4 separate regions of the Mus musculus genome follow, and regions 1, 2 and 3 are each linked to region 4. Evidence: chromatin contacts called from public Hi-C and promoter capture Hi-C data. All regions are on one chromosome and are shown on one strand. The core of a region is the stretch at or near the end of the contact, and the rest is flanking DNA. Distances in the headings are between cores, read along the strand shown.

The links. Promoter capture Hi-C pulls out the DNA fragments that hold promoters and counts their contacts. A called contact is a pair of places that touch in the nucleus more often than the background predicts.
Region 1: a Hi-C map of DN3 thymocytes shows a contact between it and region 4, with 10 times the contacts expected there. The contact joins the promoter of Zfp110 here to the promoter of Zfp551 in region 4. A contact is called at or near these places in 5 of 39 promoter capture datasets (3T3-L1-derived adipocytes, the C10 cell line, cranial neural crest and 2 more), 3 of 484 Hi-C or Micro-C datasets (DN3 thymocytes, adipose-derived mesenchymal stem cells and forebrain) and 3 of 115 datasets of contacts at active chromatin or transcription factors (astrocytes, craniofacial prominence and large pre-B cells).
Region 2: a Hi-C map of cortical neurons shows a contact between it and region 4. The contact joins the promoter of Zscan22 here to the promoter of Zfp551 in region 4. A contact is called at or near these places in 3 of 39 promoter capture datasets (the 3T3-L1 cell line, hippocampal neurons and neural stem cells) and 3 of 484 Hi-C or Micro-C datasets (LSK cells, cortical neurons and myocytes).
Region 3: a contact with region 4 is called in a promoter capture Hi-C map of neural stem cells. The contact joins the promoter of Zfp128 here to the promoter of Zfp551 in region 4. A contact is called at or near these places in 5 of 39 promoter capture datasets (the 3T3-L1 cell line, hematopoietic stem and progenitor cells, hippocampal neurons and 2 more), 7 of 484 Hi-C or Micro-C datasets (LSK cells, the N1E-115 cell line, cortical neurons and 3 more), 2 of 115 datasets of contacts at active chromatin or transcription factors (embryonic stem cells and large pre-B cells) and 1 of 9 other capture datasets (pancreatic islet).

The regions. Positions count from the first base shown.
Region 1 is chr7:12,833,496-12,836,195 of GRCm38.p6, reverse strand. It overlaps Zfp110 (zinc finger protein 110), which reads right to left and starts at 1,435. Exons shown (of 8, transcript NM_022981.5): 1 at 1,032-1,435; 2 at 669-749. The coding sequence starts at 713.
Region 2 is chr7:12,896,403-12,899,102 of GRCm38.p6, reverse strand. Zscan22 (zinc finger and SCAN domain containing 22) reads right to left here and starts at 1,294. Exons shown (of 3, transcript NM_001290436.1): 1 at 1,123-1,294.
Region 3 is chr7:12,879,744-12,882,443 of GRCm38.p6, reverse strand. It overlaps Zfp128 (zinc finger protein 128), which reads right to left and starts at 1,266. Exons shown (of 4, transcript NM_153802.4): 1 at 1,084-1,266. The coding sequence starts at 1,149.
Region 4 is chr7:12,421,122-12,423,821 of GRCm38.p6, reverse strand. Zfp551 (zinc fingr protein 551) reads left to right here and starts at 1,331. Exons shown (of 4, transcript NM_001033820.3): 1 at 1,331-1,432; 2 at 1,976-2,014. The coding sequence starts at 1,334.

The sequences.
Region 1 (2,700 bases), core at 186-2,685, 410 kb before region 4:
TATCTCATGTTCCTTTGTCTGAATCCTTGAGCAAATCGGTCTGACACTAATCAGGGGACACGTGAGACTGTGGTCTATGAAAACCTGTTCATTTCTCACTAATCAGGGGATAGGACTGTTGGTTCCCATCTATACCTCTTTTCTTGTTTTTGAATTGTCACTTCCTTAAAGTAGTTGCTGAAAACTAAACATGAGCTTCTTATCTTCTTACACTTGTCAGTTTCTTTCACCAGACCCTCAGCTTAAAAAAAAAAAAAAAAAAAAAAAAAAAAAAAAGAAAAAATAAAGGTTGAAAAGGATTGGTGAGATGGCTCAGTGGGTAAAGGTGCCTGCTACCAAGCCTGAGTTTGATTGATCTTCAGGATTCATATGTTGGAAGAAGGGTAGCGATCCGGAAAGGTACTCTCTGTCCTCTACAAGCAGGCAGTGGCACACACGTGCATGCCCCCCCCCCCCCAAATGTAATAGTATTGTTTTTTAATTAAAAAGCCTCAATCTGGCTTGCCAGTTCCTGGTTCAGAAATCGGTTTGTTTGTTTCTTCTATTGTAACCACCCTCTTGGGCAGTCCTCCAACTCCTCCCGAAACTCAATGATATTTGAGAACAAACGTCTCACCACTAGCCGACCCCTGAGCCGACTCAAAAGTTGAAAAGAAGCCTTTACTCACATGGGGCCAGGTTGTTGGAAGCGTGGAAGCCATACTGTCCTCCATGTTCTCTCCCAGGAGTAGGCAGAATGCTGACGAAACCTAAAGTGGAAGAGGGGGGCACTAAGGAATGTGCCCAGCGGCTCCCCCACCTCTGCCCATATCCCACCCCTCAGCAGGACATGACCAGTCCACCCCAAAATTGCAAAGTGCCCAGTGAATCCTCTTCCCGACTCCCATAAGCCTACAAGACAGGTTCCCCTCTAACCGAGAGGGGACAGCTGATGTCATCTAATCCAAAAGGCGGTTGGTTTTCTTAAACTGTGGTCCTTATTTAGAACGCGATGTCTTCCTTAGGATTTGTTCGGACCCACGACTACACACCTTCTCCCGGGTCCGTAGAAGTGGCGCCACAAACGAAGCCGACACTGGGTTCCAGAGGTTGCAAATAAAACAGAAGATGGGTGCTGCCCCCGACGGGCTTTCACGCAGCGCTACGATTGCGGAAAGACACAATGGCGCTCGCCCGTCGGTCTTGTCCCGAACTGCGCCAGCTCACGAGTCCGGACTACAACTCCCAGACGCCCCCGCGGACGTCGAGCGGCAGCAGTTAGGCGGCGTTTGTCCTGTTGGCGGGCGAAGCCGAAGTCCGAAAAGTGTGTTATTGACTGCTAAAGAACTAGGATGCAGCTTTTGAAGAAGGATACTAAGACGCTGAGCACCAGTACCTCTGTGGACAGAGACCGAGGCTAGGAGAGAATCGAACCCACTAACAGGAGCAAAAGAACTTGGACAAAACGGAAGCTAGGCATGGGCAAGGGGGTGGGCCGGAAGTGCTGGTGTTAGGTCGGCTGAGCGAGGCACGCCGCGTAGCAGAGCAAGGAAGGCGGGACGAGGGGACAGATGGAACCTACGGCTCTACTAGTGTAGAGGGGGAGGGAATCCGGATTGGGGCTGTCTGTGGGTCGGAGGCAAGAGAAGACAAAGTCATTTAACGGAGTTTACTGTGGGGAAGGAGAAAAGGATGCAATCTTACTGAAGTTTCACCGGTACCCTTAAAGGGAGAGGAAGAAAGGAGTAACTGTAGAAACAGAAAGCCATTAGGCATCGGAATTAAAAGTACTCAAATTTCCATGAGAGGACAGGCGTTTGCGTCCAGATTAGTAGAGTGGGCAGGGTTGTGTGGTCTGGGCAGGGTGGTGTGGGCTTATAACGTTTAGGTGGGAAGTATGGAGACCTGGTGGACTTAAAATATGGTAGGCTACACTAAATGTCCTCTCTAGTTTTCCCCAGCAGAGGAAGGGATGTAGTGAGAATCCTGGAATTTTGGTTTCTTGGAAGAACAAACAAATATTATAAAATAATATTTTGTTTGATTCCAGGTATAGGGATGTGGGGCTGCTTCAGACTGCCTGTAGCAGCTGACCGTGATTTGTTTTGTGCTCTAGCAGAATCGTGGTTCTGTCTGTAGCAGATAGTTTTTTGTGATTGTGTTATATTTGGAATTCTGAGAACTTTTCAGAGAGTATATTAATGTTAGGGCCCGATAGGCTAGGGGCTGGGCTGGACCAGTTGGTTGTATAGGGAGGAGGTTGGTTGTGGTTTCGTAGTAGCTGAGGTCAAAGGAGAAGCAAAAGAAAAGAAATCAGATTCAGGGATTTCCTAATTCCTCTCTCCCCTCTATTCCTGTTTCTTTCCAGTCTAGTGTTAAGGGGTAAAAAGGGGGCATGGATAAAGATGGGAGGAAGAGGAGAACCCACAAAGTTGCAAAGACCAGCTACAAAGGGACATGGAGGATCAGAGATGTATGAGGAAAACTAAAATTACACTCAGTCCCAGGGATGCTAACTGTAAATATCCATACATGTGGAGAGCTCTTGGGACTGCTTCTAGGAATTGGGCAGGAATTTGACATTAGGCTAGGACACGGAAGTAGGCTCAGGCAAGAATTTGACTTGGGGCTAAGATCAAGATCTTGATCGTTTTGTAAGTCCCTGAATACCACAGGACTTTGTTTATTGCCTTGTTTGTACCTTGACTTAGAACTGACCTT
Region 2 (2,700 bases), core at 45-2,544, 480 kb before region 4:
AAAGGGCTTATTTTCCTCACAAATTACCAGTTTTGAAGGAAGTCAGGTTAAACTCAAGGTAGGAACCTGGTTGCAAAAACTGAAGCAGAGGTTGTGGTGGAATGCTTGCTTCCCAAGGCTTGCTCAGTCTGTTTTCTTATATAACCCAGGATCACCTACTCAGGGGTGGCACCTGGACTGGGTCCTCCCACGTCAATAATTAATCAAGAAAATGCCCCTATAGACTTGCCTACAAGTCATCTCTTGGAGGCCTTTTCTCAATGGAGGTTCCTCTTCTCAGATAACGCTAGCTTTCATCAAGTTGTATACAACCAACCCAACCAACCCAACCCAACCCAACCAGGATACAGGGGTTTACTATAAAGTCCTGGATGGCCTGGAACTTGATACATAGATGAGGCTGGCTTCGAAAAGAACATGTGCCACCATGGCTGGCTCAATTAATATACATTTTATGGTGGAATTAAAGCAGCTCAAGGGGCTGAAGAGGTGGCTCAGTGGGTGGTTAAGAGCATTCATTGGCTGCTCTTCCACAGGACCCAGGTTCAATTCCCAGCACCCACATTGCAGCTCACAACTGTTTGTAATTCCAAGATCTGGCACCCTCACACACATACTTGCAGGCAAAATTCCAATGCATATAAAATAAAAATAAGTAAATAAAGCAGCTGAAATGTTTGGCGTGGTGGCTTGGGAGGCAGAGGCAGGAAGACCATGTTAGTCAGCATCTCAACCAGACACAGAGGATTTCACTCATGGCTGAACTCGTTACAAACTCATCTTTTTTAAATTTATTTTTTATTTTATTTTATTTTTATTTTTTGGTTTTTCGAGACAGGGTTTCTCTGTGTAGCCCTAGCTGTCCTGGAACTCACTTTGTAGACCAGGCTGGCCTCGAACTCAGAAATCCGCCTGCCTCTGCCTCCGAGTGCTGGGATTAAAGGCTTGCGCTACCACGCCTGGCTACAAACCCATCTTAAAGTCCATCGAAAAGCTATTTCTGTCGGTGGCTTCATCAGTCACTCGACGAGATATCCAAGGCCACGACGCATCAGACGTAGCACAACCTGTCGGACACATACAACCGGTCGGCCAGTCCCGCTTTTGGTTTGTCAGACTTACACTCCATCAGCCGTGACACACTCTGTCCTGTACTCACAGGCCGTTAGGTTTGCCGTGGGCGTTCGCAGCCCTCACCCCTCCATGCCAGGGTTCCCGCGCTCACCGGGTCTCCAGAACTCCCAGCGGACACTTCCAAAGGCGTCCTGGTGACGCACACACATGCGCCTTCGTGCCCAGGGACCACAAGTCCCAAAGTGCCTAGTACAGGCGAATGGCCACACAGCACGTCACCTGGACTACAAGTTCCAGAAAGCACAGCGCTAATTCTTTCGGCCCTGTGGGAGTTGTAGTTCTGAATGCCTGCCGGGGGTTGGGTTGGGAAGGATGGTGACTCTAGGCTGGTGTTTCTGAGTAGAAGTTGTGGGATGTGTGGGAAGTTGGAGCATGCACGGTGCAAGTGAGTGAGGTCCATCCTCTGATGGCTCACAACCGTCTAACTCCAGTCCCAGGAGTTTTGGTACCCTCTTTTGGCCTTCATAGGCACCAGGCACACAAATGCTACACAGATATACAAGCAGGCAAAATACCCACATAGGTTATATGTATATGTATATGTATATGTATATGTATATGTATATGTATATGTATATGTATATGTATATGTATATGTATATGTATATGTATATGTATATGTATATGTATATATGTATACACACACACACATATATATATATTAAAATCACATTTATTTGGTGTGTGTGTTTGTTCATGTGTGTTTATGTGTGTTGTGGGGTACGTACCACAATGCACGTGAAGAGGTTAGGAGACAACTTTTGGAACCCTGTTCTTTCCTTTTACCAAGTGAGTTCTGCAGGTCAAACTCAGTTTTGGCAGCAAGTACTTTTACCCACTTTTCTTTCTTGCCAGCCATATTTTGCTTAATTTTTTTGGTTCTGGGGAACCTGGACCTTTACTCACATTAAGTGCAACCTCAAGCCCTAAACTACAATCCTTCCACAATCCTTCCGAAACCTTTGTCATTTTATTTGAATGTAGCCAGTCTTAGCTAACTAACACTAACTACACGAGACAGCTGGGGGTGGAGTGTGTATGTGTGTGTCTGCAGGCCATTTAAACATCACAGACAGCTTCCAGACTTTTAGACAAGGTGCCTGACTAGGAGGCCTTTACTGTTGGGATTTGCTAAATTGTCTACAAGTTTGTCTGTCTTTGAGCTCCATACAAAGTGAATGGTGCACGAGTAACAGTCTTTTTAACAGCCATACTAGCAAACTTCATAGAGAGCAGCCACAGGATGCGTGTATTGAGGGAACTGTGCAACAGAAAGATGTAAGGTGATCAGTGCTTTGAGGAGAAAATTGGCAGTACAGCAATCTCGGCCAAATTCAGTTCCTCACAGAGACTCTCAGGTGAGAAAACAATGTTTCGCTACTTCCAACGGAGGCAAGGGTATTGAGCAGGCTCCTAGTACATGAATTTGCTCTGTACTCATCCCTCCTTCCCCACCTTGTTTGCAAGCTGGGGGAAGGCAGAAGGGTCGTTGAGGAATGGCAGCACCCAGTTGTGGACACAACTGATTCTGTGAAGCAGCAGGGGAGAGGCCTGAGGTGAACGTTG
Region 3 (2,700 bases), core at 17-2,516, 460 kb before region 4:
ATATAACTTTAAGAGCCTAGGGTAGATCCATAAACTAAGTCACTCTTGATTTCCTACCCCATCAGAAACCATGAAGTAGTGTTTATTTCAGGTCTCACTACGTTTTGTGTGTACTACCTGAAACACGACAACAGATTGATTAAACACACCTCTTTTCCCGCCCGTCTCATCGCTTACTCCTTGACAAACTGTCAGCCTCATGACGGTTACCTGAGACTTGACTGGGGCTGGCGAATCCACCTTCACTATGGCTCATTCATATAGCTGTTGATAGGCCTCAGTTCTCAGTTCTACACTCTGGTCACATTTCATGAAAAACTGAGATGACATGAATCTGATCATTTGCAATCTAAGACTATCATAAGCTTACTTTTCACACCAAATGTAATTAACGCAAATTTCCCCCAAGCAAACCAAATACCCACCTCCTGACCTCCAGAGCATAATTTCAAAGTTGCAGAACTTATGTATGAAATGGTCTTGGCTTCTGCTAGGTGAACTACGGTGAACAGAATAAGCAATTTGTCTACAAGTGCAGACTTTGATGATCAGGAGCTAGACAAACACTGATAGCCACACCTACCAGTTTTCCCAAGGCCCAGAAGGGCGTGACCCTTACTAGTTACTTCTGTTTTCCTAACTTGGTACCTCTGCCCCGTGAAGTTATGCCTTACTTGCAAAATAGGGGTCATGGTGCGGAGGTTCCCTTAAAAGTCGGTTGATTCTGCGCCTTAGGACATGTTTTGAGGACCGTACCCGCAATGTGGTTGCTCTGTAATGCTAGCCAGTCACCTGTCATCTCCGAGAACCGTCTTTCGGGATAAATGGGAGGGCGTTGGCCAGAGTGGGATCGAACCCCTGAGCAGAGCCTGTCAGTCCTCAGGGAAATGACCACCCTCCTCCCCTCCACCCCATGGCACGCAGACAGGAGGCTGAAGCATGCACACAGAGGGAACTAGATTTGGACCCAGGCTCGGAGGCTGAGCCACAGCGCTTGTTTCTCTTGTGGAAAAAGCGCCGCGGGTTACAGGTCACTCTGTCGGGGACAGCAGGACTCGGAGTCCAATCTGTCCTTTTTGTTACCTGAAGTTGTGTTGCTTGCGGCCGCGAGGCCATTGCCACTGTTGCTGCTTTGTCCTGGTGGTCCATTCCAGGCCAACAGGTTAGCCACAGACGTCCAAGGACACCCTAATTTTAAACTCAGCCCCGTCCTGGGGACCACCCGACTGGCCTCCCGCTGGACAATGGCGGCAGCGCCAGGGACACTGAGACTACAATTCCCAGAAGGCCACGCGCCGAGACGCAGCACTTAACCAATGGAAGCTAGCGCCAGCCCAACGTTGACCAATCGGGGAAGGCCTGGCCTCTGGTCTAAGGGAGTGCAACCACTCACAGGTCTTGTTTAAGGATCAGGTCTGGGTACCAGCAGAGGTCAGCTTACATTCCGTTACCTGCGGGTGCGGGCATCACTTGGGCTTCGAGTTGCCTGGAAAATAATCCTCCCGCCCTGACGGCTGAGTTCAGGGCATATATGCATCTGCACCGTGAGTTGGGCGCGCAGCGGCAAGGTCTTGGTGTTAGAATTGGTCAATCTGACCTGCTGCTGGAATTTTTTGTTTTGTTGGTTTTTTTGTTTTGTTTTGTTTTTTGGTTTTTTGGTTTTTCGAGACAGGGTTTCTTCTCTGTATAGCCCTGGCTGTCCTGGAACTCACTTTGTAGACCAGACTGGCCTCGAACTCAGAAATCTGCCTGCCTCTGCCTCCTGAGTGCTGGGATTAAAGGCGTGCACCACCACACCCGGCTGCCCGGCAGGCAGATTTCTGATTCCTGCCCAGTCTGGTGTACAGAGTGAGTTCCAGGACAGCCAGGGCTACAAAACCCTGCCTTGAAAAGGGAAAGAAAGAAGGAAAGAGAGAAAGAGGAAAAGAGAGAAAGGAAGGAAAGAAGGAAGGAAAGAAGGAAGGAAACAATGGGCTTTTGCTAGTTTTCACTAGGTTGATGATGTAATAGAAAAAGACCAAAAATACACTATACCCTTAAAGAGACAGAGACTATCAGGTGTAGAACAGCAGGCTCTGCCCTTCCTCCACTATCCCCACTCCCCAGTACTGGATATTGAACCTAGGTCTTTATGCAAGAGTGGTAAGTGCTCTAATACAGAGCTGCAGTCCAGCAAACAGCAGGTCCTTTTATTCTCATCCTCCCTTCTCTGTCTCTCCCTCCTTTCAGCCTAGTAGTTTCCTTTGTTCTCTCCTGGCATCTTCCTCACCAGTCTGACAATGACAGTAGTGTCATAACTGGTGCTCTGGGTCTGGGCTGGGCATTTCTAGGTTCTTGGCCTCTTTTCCAAAGAATTGAATTTAAGAGCTTACAGAAAAAAAGTAAGATAATGTTATTTGAGTAAAAGTGAAATTACATATTATGTAGGTATGCTATTAAAGATTGACAATGAGTTATGGGAGTGAAGATTCTCAGTGTCCAGATTATTGCTCAGGGCTTCCTTTTATAGGGTTCAGGAGAAGGGGGTGCTGATTACTAGATATGTAGTTTGGGTGGTTCTCTACTCTGATTGATAGAGTAAGTCATATATTCGTTTTCTCTACTGTGCATGTCCTTTTTATAATGCATCTGATTTTAAACATAAGTGTGCCCTTATGTATCAGCATAAGGTAAATAGGAGGGTCTCCCTAAAAGTAACAG
Region 4 (2,700 bases), core at 82-2,581:
TGCTCTCCTCATGTGTACAACAAACCTCCTCCACCATATCTAGGAGCAAGGCATTTTTAAATTTTTAAAAAATTTCATTCAGCAGTTTCTTGACAAATATATATTTGGGGCAACTGGAAGACATAGTGAATTTATAAATTCTTAAGGCAACTGCTTCTTTGGAAGTTGAACAAGACATACTAAATGAAAAATATAAAATTGGATCTGCGCATTAGGCACAATCACTAGAAAATAGGTAGGAAAGCAGCTGTCTGTGGGAACAAGAGGCAAAGATGTCCCTTTAGCTTCTGATCTACGGTAGTCAAAACATTGTTCCTTATCTTCCATACAATGTACCCAATTAACATTGTTTTTGTCTTGTCATTAACTGAGTATACAGGGAGTTAAAAATTTAGTTATCAATGATTTTGAATGAAAGCGTTTGAACAGCAATAAAAATGCATATTATAGCCAAGCCAACAGTTTTTGCACACATATGTGTATGTGTACAAGTACGGGTACAGGCATGGGTATAGGTATGTATGTATGATGTACACACACACACACACACACACACACACACACAGAGAGAGAGAGAGAGAGAGAGAGAGAGAGAGAGAGAGAGCATTTGTGTGTGAGCACTGGTGAGGGGTTCTTAAAGGCACATGGGTGACACGAATATCTGAAATACCATAAAGTCTCATCCATCATGGATGGGATGACCTCTTGAGAACTGCATCATGGAGTCCCTGAGTGTATACATAAATATACAGATACACAAGCACACATATAGTGCCTAAACTACTATACGGAATATGTTCATTTGAATTTGTTTCTTTATAGCCTCTTGATGCACAAAGAACTTCATGGTGTCTGAAATAAGACATCATCACAGTGGCTATCAGCCATACAACAGATCCCAGGAATACTGAAACAGTTTTATTTAAGTATCTTTCCTCGCCAGAAAGCTGTAGTCACAAACTCATATAAGCATGCCTGTTTTCTTTTAAACTAAGTTCATAGGGGTCAGGCTTGGGGGCAGGGTACCTGCCTGGGGAGCGACGGAAACTACATTTCCCGGGATGCAATACGCGAGACGATGGGGGTGGAGTTGAGCCCGTGGAAATTCGGCATTTATTTGTATTATTATTTTTTGGGGTGTGTGTTTGTGGACTAGTGCGCGGTTCGTGTCTGGAGCTAGATTTCCAGCGTGGTCTTTTTGGTGGTCGTTTAGGCGTTTCTGAGGTTTGTTTACCTAACTGGAAGCTCGGCGAGGTGGGCAGTTCTTATGGCAGAGCGCAAAGAGCTGCTCTGTGTTACAGAGGCCCTGCTGAGGCCCAGCGACTCCGCCCACATGCCCCGAGCCAGGCCTAGGGAAGAGACCTCGGCGACCTGGTCCTTGCTTCCTCTACAGAATCCAATGGCTGTGGCCATGCACAGGAACATAGCCCAGGTAAGTGCTGCGTCTTGCGCTGTCACCCGAGCGCTAGAGCCCCGGAAGAGGCCCCATCATGACCCTGAAGTTCCTAGTTGGTGCTCCTGGCAGCAGAACAGCTGTGTGCAGGGGTTTGTGAGTGTTGCAGAGGGATGCCTCCTGAAAGGGCTGCTAGGCAGGGAAGATTTTGAGTCCTAGTAGCCAAGTGTTTGTAGAAGCAGTTGTGAGGTCGATTTGCACCTGAGGAATTTGAGTTTAATTCTTCAGACACCGGGAGCCAGTGAGAATTGTGAACAGAGATCCTATTCGGGAATAGGATTCTAAATTTTCCTGAAGTTACTCAGAGCAAGGACAAACAGGAGGAGATATGAGGGGCAGGAGAGAGTTGTGCCACCGGTGTGACAGCTCTCAGGTGAGATTCAGAATTGTGGACCACTGCATAGACAGATTTGTAGTAATCCCAGGCCTTCTGACCCCACGGTGATCAGGGTCACTGTGTGACTGAAGCCTGTGAAGACCGCCTATGGCTGCTAGATTCTAAGAGCCTCCTCCTTTTTTCAGGTTCCCCTGACTTCAGAACCAGTTATGGAGCTTGGCCTGGTAAGTGGATCCTGCCATTACCCTCATGCTACCAACAGGTTTTAGGTTAGTGGTGTCCTTGGTCTATTATCTCAGTGTGCCCTAGTAGCCTGGTGCCTTGCAGTCTTGAACAGGTTAGGTACATAACCCAGAGATGTGTAGGCTGTGAGTTGTATGAAATTCTTGGCAAGTGTGAACAGAAGTGTAGAAGGTTGCTTCTCCCACGGTGTGTGCCAGTATGTGCCTGTGCCTGAAGGGGAGACTGAATTACTTAGGCATGTGCAGAAAGATCTTTCTCCTTAGAATAAGGATCAGTGAGGTGAAGGTGTCAGACCCAGAATAATTCTCTGAAAAGCAGAATGTGTACTTTATATGTAGAAATGACAATGGGAAATTTGGGTGTGGAGAAGGCTGGCAAGCCAACTTATTCTCCTCAGGCTCCTTGTTGCCGGCTGCTGCACGGGAAACCGACTGTGGAAGAAGGGAAATGGTGTTGTGTAGACAGTAATTCTGTGGAGACATGAACAAGCATCTAGGAGTCCCAGATAGGGAAGAGAGGACAGACCAAAGTACAACTTGGTAAGCCAGTGAGCTTTACTGGGGTTACTTACAGGAGTATGAGTGAGGGAACATTAGATAGCCGTGTCAACAAAACCCACCCCAGCATGGATTGATGACTCTAGGAAACTGGAACCCTAGAGCACATG